Linked DNA regions of Rattus norvegicus: region 1 is linked to region 2. The links are chromatin contacts, called in public Hi-C maps. All regions are on one chromosome and are shown on one strand. Each heading gives the region's core, a stretch centred on a gene start, on an enhancer-like site or on the middle of the called end of the contact. The rest is flanking DNA. Distances are from core to core; before and after follow the strand shown.

Region 1 (6,600 bases), core at 2,793-5,292, 53 kb after region 2:
CCAGGGCCACCAAGATCCTTATGAGTCAGCACCAGTACTGTTTTTTTAAAGAGCTTAATGAAAGTACCCTAAGCATTGGAGCAGAAGCCATTAACTGAGTTGCAGAGAGCTAAGTGCATATTTATTCCTTACAAAATTTTTTCTTATTTTCCAATTCTGCACTAGAGAATTAAAAGTAAAACAAAAACAAAATCACTAATAATTACAATATACAAACTTAGTCACTGATATATTATTCTTAACGATTGCTAAGTATATTTATTCACAGAGCTGTGATCACACTGTATATATAATTCAGCCTATAGCTTTCAGTCACTTAACATGATAGCATATGCATTTCCCCATATCATTAAATATTTCCTAATGCCTACATGTGAATAGCTGTGTACAGCACACTGTGTAGTGGTTTCTTTATTATATTTGGGAAGTGTATGTGATTTCCAAATTTACACTCTTTCTTTTTTGAGATAGTCCTCACATTGTAGCCCTGGCTGGCCTAGAACTTGCTGTGTAGAGCAGGCAGACCACAAACTCACTGAGATCCTTCTGCCTCTGCTTCCCAAGTGCTGGGATTAAAGACACACTCCAACACAGGTGGCCCAAATACTCTTAAATTGCTATTATAGATTGCTAATTTGCTATTCAAAAGATGCGACTCATTTACTCCCGGTGTGTAGCAGGGAGTGAGTTCGTACAAATGGCTACATTTCTTTCCTCAAATGGGCCCTAAACTGGTAACTATTAAAAAGCAAGCCATTCTTGTTTTCAGTTTTACTTTTTTGATACAAAGTAGTGGTGACTTTTCTCTGTGAGTGGTCCACATTTGCTGCTCACTGTCCGCATCCTTTGCCCGTCTCCGGAGACCTTCATCTTGCCTGCCTGTTAGCATGGGCTCCTTATGACGCTGGGGTTTTCTTTCTATCCGGCTTACCATGGCTGTTCTCCCAATTTTCACTTCAAACGCTAGACATTTGCCTGCAAATTTCAAACCCTTTATATGATCGAATGTGCCAATATTCTCCCTTAAACCTCACATCTGGGAGTGTAAATAGAATTCTCAGGGCCTCACAGAGCCATTCTGGAGCCAAGATGGCCCCTCTCTGGTGTGCATTCTGAAAACCTGGACCTACTCTCCTTTGCTTGTGTGGGGTTCCCACTTCCAAGTCTAATAATCCCCGTGGTAAGACCTCAGGGGCAGTTGGCTTGGGGCTTTGCTTTCTCTAGAATTCTTCCTCCTTTCAGTCTCCCAACTAGACTGTGCCTTAAAGAATCACGAACTGTGTAAGATGTGACACCTTTGATGCCACCCTCTGCTTCATGTTTACAGGGTTCTGCCCGCTAAAGACTCTGAAATAGACCAGTGCTCCTGGCAAGCAGAAAATTGTGGGTCTACAGTGGCACCTACCAGGCTCCCCCAATGCCTGAGGCTGCAGCTGCTCTCCAGGGGCAGGAAAGAGCAAAGCGCTTCCCTGGGGACGGAGTGATGGGGAGACAGGGTATCAGAACTGGTTTAGAAAGAACTTCACCAATAAATGTGGGCTTGTCTCCTATTTGCATGCTGTGCATGTACTTCCTGCTGTTTAATGTCTCCTTGCTATATTTATAGTCACAATAAAGCCGGAGAGGATCCAGGATAAGCAGTAAACAATTACTTCTGAACCTTTTCCATGCACTCTTCATGCAGAGACGGCTGAGCCCTCAAGAGCACAAGTCTGCTTTGTGCCTGTCAGCAAATTCCCTTCGTGTTTAGATTAAGACCCCAAATCCTGCTGAGACTGGCTTCGGTAGGTCCGGTCCACATGCTATGCCTGATGATGAGACTCCCCTTTCTCTAGCTGCTGGCCTCCAGTCCTCATGCACAACCTGTCTCCTGTCAACACTTCTGCCCTGATTCCAGCGAGCACCTCCCGCTTCTCTTAGTCCTTTTCCTCTGCTCCCTTCCACCTAAACTTCTCTCCTTGTCAGCTCATGCTTCCTGTCTCTTAGAGAAACCTTGCTGTGCTCCTCTCATGCCACCATTACTTCCCCACAAGGATGGGCTGTGCCCTTGAACTGTGAACCAAGATATAACCTTCTCCCCTTAAGTTGCTCTTGTCAGGTTGTCTTTTCCTATAACAACAGGAAAAGGAATTGATACACATGCTGTCTTACTACAGACCCAAAAGGAACAAATTCCAACAAGTGTTCAGAGCAAAGACCAGAAGGACAAATACATCAAAATGTGCTTGGAAGTTGTTAAATGCATTCATTCAGACTGTGAAACGAGAGTCAACCACTCTAGTCACATGGGCTCTGGCGCAGGGCAGGGGTAGGGCTAGGAAAGGAGAGAAACATCTCCAGAAGCTTCTTATCAGGTAGGAGCAGCAGAAGTTTCTTTCCTCTTGTTTGTTTTTAGGTTTTTGTTCTTGAGAAAACCCCAGGAATAAATGTCTGAGAGGACAGATTTCAGTCACAGGATTTCTACAGTTCAACCAGAACACAGAACTCATCATTATTTGGGCAAAACAACATCTTCTTAAGGGCAAGCATTTATCAGCATCCACGTGCATACATCTAAGTTTTTAGCATACTTCACAACACAAAGCTGTGTGCAACAAGAGCCTTGGATCTTAGCATGCAATTCTTTCTTTCTAATCATACCTGAAGGGGGTTCTTGTTTTTATGACTGTATTTTATGTAGATGGATGTTTTGCCTGCATGTATGTCTGTATACCCAGTCTGGAGCCTAGGGAGACCAGAAGAAGACATCAGAACCCCTGGAACTGGAGTTGCAGATGGTTGTGAGTGGCCATGTGGGCGCTAGGAACAGAACCTAGGTGCTCCATAAGAGCTGCAAGCGCTCTTAAGTGTGGAACCATCTTCCCAGCCATGTAGGTAATTTATATTTTGAGTGAAGGAGCCACACATCTGGCCCACATGCCTCTGCTCGCTTGTGTGGAGGTCGTCTGGCAGAGTATTCTACATGGAGCAGACAGACTGTTCCTCAGTCCGAGTCAAATGCTTTCTATTTTAAAGTTGATGTTATGCCCAAGGCTGAGCTGTAGCTCTTTTTAAATTTTCTTCCCTTTGCTTTTTATAGCCAAATAAACAAGGACTGGCTCAGAACTTCTTGTACTTCGTTATCTGCCACATGGTGTTGAGGTCATAAAACTGCTTCCATAGGCCACATTAGAAAATTAGTATCATGATTTTAGAGGAGCTCGAGCAGACTTTGGATCCTGTGTCTTCGAGGAGTGAGAGAACACTCTTCAAGGAAGATGGGCTTTTGGTTTTTAGGAAACAACAGAGAACGTTTACAGTTCTCTGTGGAAAGAATGGAGACCTTTGGGTACTGTCTGAAAAGCTAGGTTTTCTGCATGGTAAACTAGTGGAATTTGGACTGTGTGTGTGCCCATGTGAGTTTATGGTGTGTATGTGGTCTGTGTGTGTGCATGTGTGTCTCTGTGTGCGTGTATGCTGTGTGTGTGCATGTGTGTGTGTGTGTGGAGAGAGAGAGAGAGAGAGAGAGAGAGAGAGAGAGAGAGAGAGAGAGACAGACTAGGGAGGAAGCAGGGAGATTTGAAGAGGTTATAATGCCATCCTGTAGAACTTTCCACCGAGCTGAAGCACTCTCCACCTGTTCCGGCCAGTACAGTGGCCACTGGCCTGGGTACTGAGTACTTGAAATGTGGCTGAAATGACTGAGAAATTGAAATTTCAACTTGAATCATTTTTATCACACATAGCTAGTGGCTACTCTACTGGGCAGTATGGAACAATAGGTCTTTCCCGGCAACCCTGTATCTCCACCACAGCCCCGAGCACAGCGACAGGGAGAGCCCCCAGAGCAGAGCACTGAGAGGCGGTGAAGGGCAGTGACAGGAGCTGGAGCGCCAGCCCACTTGGTAAAGTGCTCGCCCTGCAAGCATGAGGGTCGGAATTTCACCACTAGAGCTCATGTGAGCAAAATCCAAGCGTGGCAGCACACACTTGTAATCACAGGGTGGAGACAGGAGGATTCCTGTACTCACTGCTCAGCCAGCTCAGCCCAGCCAACAGTTCCAGGCCAGTGAGACCTTATCTCAAAAAAATAACAAAACCCGAAATGGCTGTGCACATCTCCCAGCTCCGCCCCATGGCTTGAGGGAATGGTCCAGAACATATCCTAATGCTATGGTTTGCAAAGTAAACGTTTAGACAAAGGGAGAAAAAGATTTATTTTAAAAATGGCCAGGCATGAGTACACACACCTTTAATCCCAGACTTGGGAGGCAGAAGCAGATAGATCTCTATAAGCTCCAATCTAGAGTGATCTACGTAGTGAGCTCCAGGTCAGACAAAGCTACCTAGCCAGGCTTGTCTCAGTACAGGGGAGTGGGAGGGTGGGTAATACCCGAGGTCTTCCACACATACATCTGAAAATATACATGAATGTGTGTGTGTGTGTGTGTGTGTGTGCACGTGTGTGTTGTGTGTGTGAGCACACGCACATACATACAAATCAAGTTTTTTAAAAGTTTCGGTCTACTGTTTCCCTTCTAACTTCCAGTAAAAGTCTCACTGCTTGACCTTCAGCTCAGCCTGCTGACACTGTCACTCTGCCAGCTGCCCTGAAATAATTAAAAGTCCCTGCCTTGCTCCCAAGAATGTCCCCTGGGACAGAATAGCACATGGCCTGCCTGCTTAAGCACCCTGCCTTGTATTGAAGGTGGGACAGAGACACAAAGAAAAGCTCATTCTCCTGCCCCATGCCATTCCCTTAGCTGAGGGGATAGAAGAGCCAAGCCGTGTGGCCCACACAGGTGACTGCTGAAACAGATAAGCAATGGGCGGCACCCTGGGAGCCAGCCAGAGGACAGAGTCGGTTGCAGAGGACCAGTGACAATCCCAAGACCAAAAATAAGCTTCTCTGGAATCTTGGCACAACTCCAAGCAAGGCTGGGCAGCCTAAGAAGCCTTCTGCTTTCCCGTGCTCCATAAAATGCAGTGTTTTCAAAACTCTGCAGAACATTCTCTTTCAAGACACAAAGTTCAAAATAAAATTTCTAAGATTTTTCCAAAAGAATTGAGTAAAATTCACTGAAGTTAAAAAAAAAGTCCCATTAACAGAGTTTTAACTGGAATTGGTAGATATTAATTTCTAAACTTTGATCTAGTACTCTGTTTATTAACGTGCATCTTTAAAGTCCTGTGCAGGGAGGAACATTTTGTAACTTCTATATATTCCATGTCTAAGTGAGACTCATATTTTTTTTACAACATCTGACCTAAGTCCACAGTATACATGAGAGATTTGAAGAATTCATCTTATGTCCAGACAGATACAAGACACAGTTGAGTAACTTTTTATGGCCCAGGCATATAAAAACCCACAGGACACCTCACATTCCACCCAGAAGTCACCAGAACGATGGCAGGAAGGAGCAGAAAGTGCAGAGAATGCATGCTGGAGTCAGACACCAAGATTTGAATCCTCTTGGTACAAACCTGGCATTTGCATCTGTAAAATGGGGACAATTTTGATAATTTGATAAGACTATCCAAATAAAATGTTTATGACAGTTCCCAGAAAATAATGTGACCTATGATGACATTGATGGAGATGACCTATGATGACATTGATGGAGATGACCTATGATGACATTGATGGAGATGACCTATGATGACAGTGATGGAGATGACCTATGATGGTATTGGCACGATGATAACGGAAGTGATGGTGATGATAATTACAGAGGAGGCAGGAGATGAGCTGATTGGAGCATTGGGGCATGAGCTTGTGGAGGAACAAATGTACACTTTATATACAGTGGCCCCTGACAGAAGGTTTATACTTCTGCCACTCTAAGAGTAACTGCATTCCCTGTTTCCCTTCTGTACAAAATGACAAAGTCCTAAAGGGTTTCTGTCAAGTCATATGTAGATTGCCTGAGGGAAGGGATGGGAGGATGTGTGTCTGTCCAGCTAACACACACAGTGCTTGGAATAAGGTCATTGAGTATTTACTGATATCAGCTTCCCAACAGTTCTTGACTAAACATAACACACCATCAGTCACTGGCTCTCCTGGATGCTAAGGGCGCACGTTGGCTTATGGTGAGGTTATCACACCACACCAGAATATCGTCTTTAACAAGTACAAAGAAATCCCTGAGGTTTTGTTGGTTTACTTGGTCTCTTGCCCATGATAGATAAATTCATCTTACAGCGTCTACTCTTAACAGGCTTAAGCTTAGCTAGAAAGATCTTTCACAATCCAAGAAGCCTGGCCCAGTGACGGCTCCCCTGGACAATGTAGAGAAAATGGAAGAAAGAGTCCCAGGGACCAAGGACTCATTTTCAGAGCCAAGTCAAGGGTCAAGAGTGAGGATTGAAGCATCAGGAGACTCAGAAAACCCCCGGGCTCCTCGTGCCACTAGGATCTCACCTCGGAAGCTCAAGGCATATCACATCAGTTATCTTCCTCCATGGTCCCCTCAGTTCCTATGAAGCTGGTCAATCATTCTCCCCATAAGCCCTGTTGCCTGGCAACACAGCTCACATCTATTTCTATCAGGCTTCCAGGAAAGCAGTCTAGTATAATAACCCAAGGTCTTCTCATTTGTTTTCTTTAAGAAAGAA
Region 2 (5,682 bases), core at 3,092-5,591:
AGTCTAATAAGAGGTGAGCAGGAGAGAAGATTCACTGAAGGTGGGGCCAGCATCGCCCTCTCTGGGGTTTTCATCTCAGCTGCGTCCTGGCATGTGAGTGGGTCCTGTATGGGGTCCATCCCTGAACGTTTGGAAGCACCCGACCGACCCACATCTATCCTCCGCAGAACGCCGTATCGGCCCTCCAGCTGTCACCTTCTTTTTATAAACCTGGTGATGTGTGCCTCACACCCTGAGGGACAGTTGTGAAGTTGTTAACTGTGAGTCCACGTGCGAGAGCAGGGCGCCATTCGACAGACATCCACTCCACAGACTGTAAACACGGAAGAAGCAAGCGTTCACTGCACGTCATGGTCACCACCTGCTCTTTCTGACCTGCAGACACTCACGTGACCAAGTGTGAAGTGCTTTGATCTTCCTGAGAAGTATTTTCTGACAATCACTATATTTGCATGTTTTGTCAGTCGATCGGATGCTTTTAAACGCAGCCTTTCGTTCAATCGTACCCGCGGTTTTCAGTACAACCTGATTCGCACTCTGCAGAGGCAGCTGATTGATTTGTACGGGTTGCCCAAGGTTGTTTATGTTGTGACAGAAATACAGCGAGCTTAGCATAAATAATAGAGGATGCCTGTGAAGCAAAATGAGTTACAGAAAGCGCGATCCCTCGGCCCGCAGAGGGGAATGGCGTGTGGGCAGCATAGTCAGCCACCACTGCATGGCCCGGTGGGAGCGAAGCACTGACGGACGTTTCAGAGGGAAGCTGAGGCAGGAGAGGGACTCAGACCCTTTTCCTGGGCGGAGCACCCATTCCTCAGCCACAGCAGTGAGAATGTGAGAGGTTATCTGGGCTCTGCAAGTCAGTTGGCCATCTTTGGGAGGGCAGAGCCTAGCCCGCTTTTCCCTCGGGTTTCAAGTAGATTGGGACTTTGAGAAGGTGCAGTTCCTGTCATGACCACAAGGTGATGCAATGACCCAGAGTATGGGCACTCTGGTACTCGAGAAAACCAATTCTGTAGAAGGCAAAAAGGTAAACTACAATTCCACAAGACCCTCTGGAAAACCCAAAGTACTGATAAGTAAGAAAAAGGCCAGATTCCTGCTTCTACCATATCTAGGTGTGGTGTTCTGTGTATTCTGAAGTTGGGATGGCACCTCTGGCGTTTCAGCCTGCTATCTGAAAAATAAAAATGGACCATCCTGATGCGGCTGCTGTAAGGATTGCATGGGAAGAGGGGAGAGCAGTAGAATGCAGCTGCTAGGGCCGTGCCGCGCCGTGCCGTGCCGTGCCGTGCCGTGCCGTGCCGTGCCGTGCTGTGCTTTTGCCCTTGGATACTGAGTGGGTTGGGGCCTTAGGAACCTTGGGCACAGAGACAAGAAGCCACATTCCTCCATCCTGGTCCTGTGTTGGTAGGTCAGTGCCAAGTAGCCCAGGGTGACTGTGAGCCCCTCGATTTATTTATAGCTTTTCCATCTTTTCAACCGTATGTGTTTTCACTGGGATGACACATCATCAGGAAGAGCAACAAGCAGTTAGCCCAGGACAGAACAAGCACAGACAGGAGCCAGGCTCCCGGGGTGCTGGGTGGCCCAGCCATGTGGTCTCTAGGCTGAGGGTGCTGGGGCTCAGCACCATCTACAGACATCCTGACCATTCCGCATTCCAGAACCATCCAGGCTCACCTGGAGTGAGCAGGACGAAACCTACCTCTAGAATCCGTGGAGTAAGAAAATAAACGACTAGGGATTCCCCTTAGCTCAGGAGCCCTCAGGCTGCAGGCTTACCTCTAACCTGGGCAGGCCACCACCAGTAAATTCCTGTCACTGCAGTGCTGGCCACGGTAGGACCAAGGGGAAGTGGACGGATGCAGTGTCCGTGTACAAGGTGCCAAGTCCTGGCAACAGGAGTGCTCACTGGCTGCCAGTGGAAATGCAAACGGTATGACTGCTTTGAAAGTAGTTTGGCAGTTTCTTACAAAGTTAAATATATGCTAGCCGTACGACCCAGCAACTCTACTGTTGCATATGTATTTACCTAAGAGAAAAGGAAGTGCATGTCCACAAAACGACTCAGACAAATGCTCATCGCAGCTTTGGTCATTATCAACCCGAACTGGAAACAGCGCAAGTGTGCGCCAGCAGGCACAAGAGAAAGGGGAGTGTGGCGGATCTGCATAGCAGAACACCACACTACCAAAAGGAGGAGAGGCACCAACCCACAGAGCAGTGAGCTAATGCAAGATCATGGCGCTGTGGGGAATGAAGCCACGGGACAGTACATCCTGTGTGCACTGCACATGGAGATCTTGGTTGTTCTTTGTTTTTAAGACAGCCTCATCTTAGGACCAAGCTAGCCTTGAACTCACCGTGTAGCCAAGGATGGCCTTGATTGACTTCATCTGCCTCCCAAGTGTCCTATGTGTATATACAGTGCTGGGGGTGGAGCCCAAGGCCCTTGGGACCGGCTAGCAAGCCTGTCCAACGGAGCCACATCCTTTTCATTTACTCAGCACTCCCCCGGCGACAAGCCACGCGTGTGGGAGGCGTTACCTAGTCAGTGCTTGGCATAGTCGCGTTCATTCACTTCACACTTACATTGTACACCTAACAATTTCATTTACTCTGTTCGTTTTACAAATAAAGGGGCAAATGGAGCCCATAAACAAGATCATGTGTATAAAGGTGCTTTCTCAACTAAGAGTATAGCTGGAGGCTCTGTAAGGTAGCTGTTTCTTTAGCTTTTGTCCCTTGATAAGCATCTTGGTGAACCTGCTGACCAGAGACACCAAGACAAGAGGGACGCATGCTAACGGGCACTTGACTGGCCGCCCGCCTGTGCACAGGGGCCTGGTCCACAGTTGAGGAATTCAGATACAAAGTGTTTTCCCCCACCACAGTACACACACACACACACACACACACACACACACACACACACACTTGTATATACCTCACAATCACCATATGGAATAATCATACATCAAAAAAAAAACAAAACAAAAACACAAAGACCAATATGACACCCCAGGCTGTAACATGGGCCTTTCTATGTCTGCCCCGTGGAGGCTTATATTGATTTACAATGGTTTTGGCCTTGGCTTGCTTTCCAACTAACTCTTAGCTTATATTAATTCAGCTATACGATTCTGTGTCTGCCACATGGCTGGTTACCTCTCCTCAGTTTCATACGTCTGACTTCCTCCAAGTCTAGGTAGGGAATCTCCCATGCCTCCTCTCCCAGAGTCCTCTCTCTATCTGGAAGACCCACCTTACTCTTCTGCCTTTTGCTGTAGGCCACAGGCTTTCCATTTTAGCCAATCAGAAGGTGCCATAGGGAGGACAGGGAGACATCTTCACACAGTGTACAGAACCATCACTCCAACACTAGGCTGCCATGCTCCAGTGGTGCTCCTATGACTTCTAGACTGTTAACTCAGGGTGACCCCTAAGCATGTCATATCATCGTTCAAAGTCAAGCCGTGCCCCTCCACCTGGAACCAGCCCTCCTGCTGGTCTCGAGCATCTGGGCTTCATCGGGAAGATGGAAGGCACTCCGTGTATCCCAAGAATGAAGCCATTTCAAAGAGGACTGTGGTATGGTGTGGTACTCAAGCCTTTAATCCCAGCCCAGGCTGGGGAGGGGGCACACAGGCGGACAGACCTTTGTGAGATCCCGGTCTGCACGGTGACTTTAAGGATAGGCAGAGCTGCACAGTGAGACCCCGTCTTGGGGGTGAAAAACAGGATTGTGAGTCGGGAGTCTCCGTATGGGCCTGTGGTTCCAGGATTCAGTAGACTGAGGCAGGACTGTCTCAAGTTCAAGGCCAGCCTGGGCTACACAGCAAAGTCCTAACTCAGAGAGAGGGGGGGAGGGGAGAGGTAAAAGATTGAGAACTGAGGTCAAAGGGCGTCACCATTTGCCCAGGGCGCTTAGTCTTCAAGCTGCACGGGTAAAGAATCTCCAGAACTTTTCTTCAACCCACAGCACCAAGCTGATACTCGAAGAGCTCGTCAGGAAACATCTACGTACCTCACGTGGACAGTTTTAAAATTCCGAGTTTTCAGTGGTCTGGAGTGCCTGGCTCTCCTGTTGGTGTTGTAATATTAGCTGAGGCAGGAAGGTGGGGCTCTCACTAACAGGGCCTCCTCCCCCTCCTCTGTCCTCCTGCTCCATGTGAAGAGGCCTGTGTGTCTGTGAGACTTCAGGTCAGCTGACGGGACTTTGATGCTCCACAGAGGCGCTTTCGGCTGGGGGTGAATTTTCAGCTGTCGCCCATGCCTTTGCGGGCAGCACATCTGTCGGAGCTCTAAGGAGGGGCCAGAGCTGAGCACAGATGGGCCGTTCACACTTGGCCGCCGTGACTTGGCCAGGAGCTTCGCTTGGTTTGGCTTCCTCACACAGTTGGACCATGCAGCAATTTGGGTGTTGTTTATTTAGCTATTTTTTCCTCCTCCTGTGGCTCGCTAGGCTCTGGCAGAGAAGCAAGTAGTCTGTTTGCGGACAGAGGGCTGATTTCAGCTGGATGTACTGAAAAGAATTAAACTACCATTAAGTGGCTGTGGCCTTGAGGGACGTGTCCCCTTGGCTTGCACAGAGCGAAGCTGCTCAAGCCGGTTGAAGCCGAGACCGTGCTATCATGCTCGCTTTTCTCCAAATTTAGGTAAGCTGCATCAGTCGAGCCAGGTCGAGTTTGCTTTGGTTTTGCTGGCAGGATCTCACTATGGAGTCCTGCCCGGCCTGGAACTCCCTGTGTGCACCAGCTTGGCTGTAAACTCAGAGACTCACATACCTCTGCCTTCGGAGTCCTGGGAGTAAGGAGTGTGCCAGGTTGCCCAGACAAGGCATAATTTTTAAAAGTTAAAAATAGGTAGCTATGAATCTCAATGTAGACTGTTTTTACCAAGCACACTCGGGGCCCTAAGTTCAAGCCTCGGCATCAGGGAAAACCAAGAAACATGCCAGCAAGAGAAACTACAAATAGGATATTTTTTTTAAATTTAGGAATTAACGTAAAATATAATTTTCCCCAGTTTTTTGATTGGTTGGGTTTTGTTTGTTTGTTTGTTTGTTTGTTTGTTTGTTTGTTTGTGACAAGATCTCTCTACATAGCCCTAGCTGTCCTGGGTTCACTATGTAGACCAGGCTGACCTCTTGAGTGCTGGGATTAAAGGCCCAGCATTTGCTGTTAGTTTATAAACTTTTAGTATTTAAAAAACTTACAAAAACTAAAAACATCACATTATTTCCTCTCTCCCACAAAAAAAATATTATTCATGTTTTTTGATGACCTGTATTTCTTTTTAATTGTTTAAGTTCTGGGAGAGGGCCATGGTATACTCAGTCTAGTCTTACAAGGGGAGTGAGCAGGCATGGTGGGAGAACCCAGGATCTAATGATCCGGCAAGCCCCCCCCCCCACTATCACCACAGCATGAGGAAGCACACACCAGAGGGACACCCAGGACCTGGGAAAGCCAGAGCTAGAAGAAAATGATAGCCACGCACAGGTGTGGCCAGAAGGGACTATGGGTGTCAGGGTTTTCTCCAGCCTTCCAAATCCTACCATTGCCTCCCATTGGCCACACCTACCAGAAACCCATAAGTAGGAAGCCATTGATTCTCCACTCAGCCTCACGTGGGCACTGAGCAAGGTAGAAGACGGACGAATGGACCACAAAGTCA

The links. A called contact is a pair of places that touch in the nucleus more often than the background predicts.
Region 1: a Hi-C map of frontal cortex shows a contact between it and region 2, with 4 times the contacts expected there. The contact joins two enhancer-like sites. A contact is called at or near these places in 10 of 12 Hi-C or Micro-C datasets (the A7r5 cell line, the Rat2 cell line, frontal cortex and 6 more) and 1 of 1 datasets of contacts at active chromatin or transcription factors (oligodendrocytes).

The regions. Positions count from the first base shown.
Region 1 is chr2:94,285,094-94,291,693 of GRCr8, forward strand. No RefSeq gene overlaps it. Among named protein-coding and RNA genes, the nearest start is that of Zbtb10, 130 kb to the right of the region's middle. Within about 2 kb of position 4,043, at least 9 of the 93 cell types and tissues checked have an H3K27ac peak or open chromatin away from gene starts, as enhancers often do.
Region 2 is chr2:94,232,285-94,237,966 of GRCr8, forward strand. All of the region lies in intron 4 of Zfp704 (zinc finger protein 704), which reads left to right. Among named protein-coding and RNA genes, the nearest start is that of Zfp704, 160 kb to the left of the region's middle. Within about 2 kb of position 4,342, at least 35 of the 93 cell types and tissues checked have an H3K27ac peak or open chromatin away from gene starts, as enhancers often do.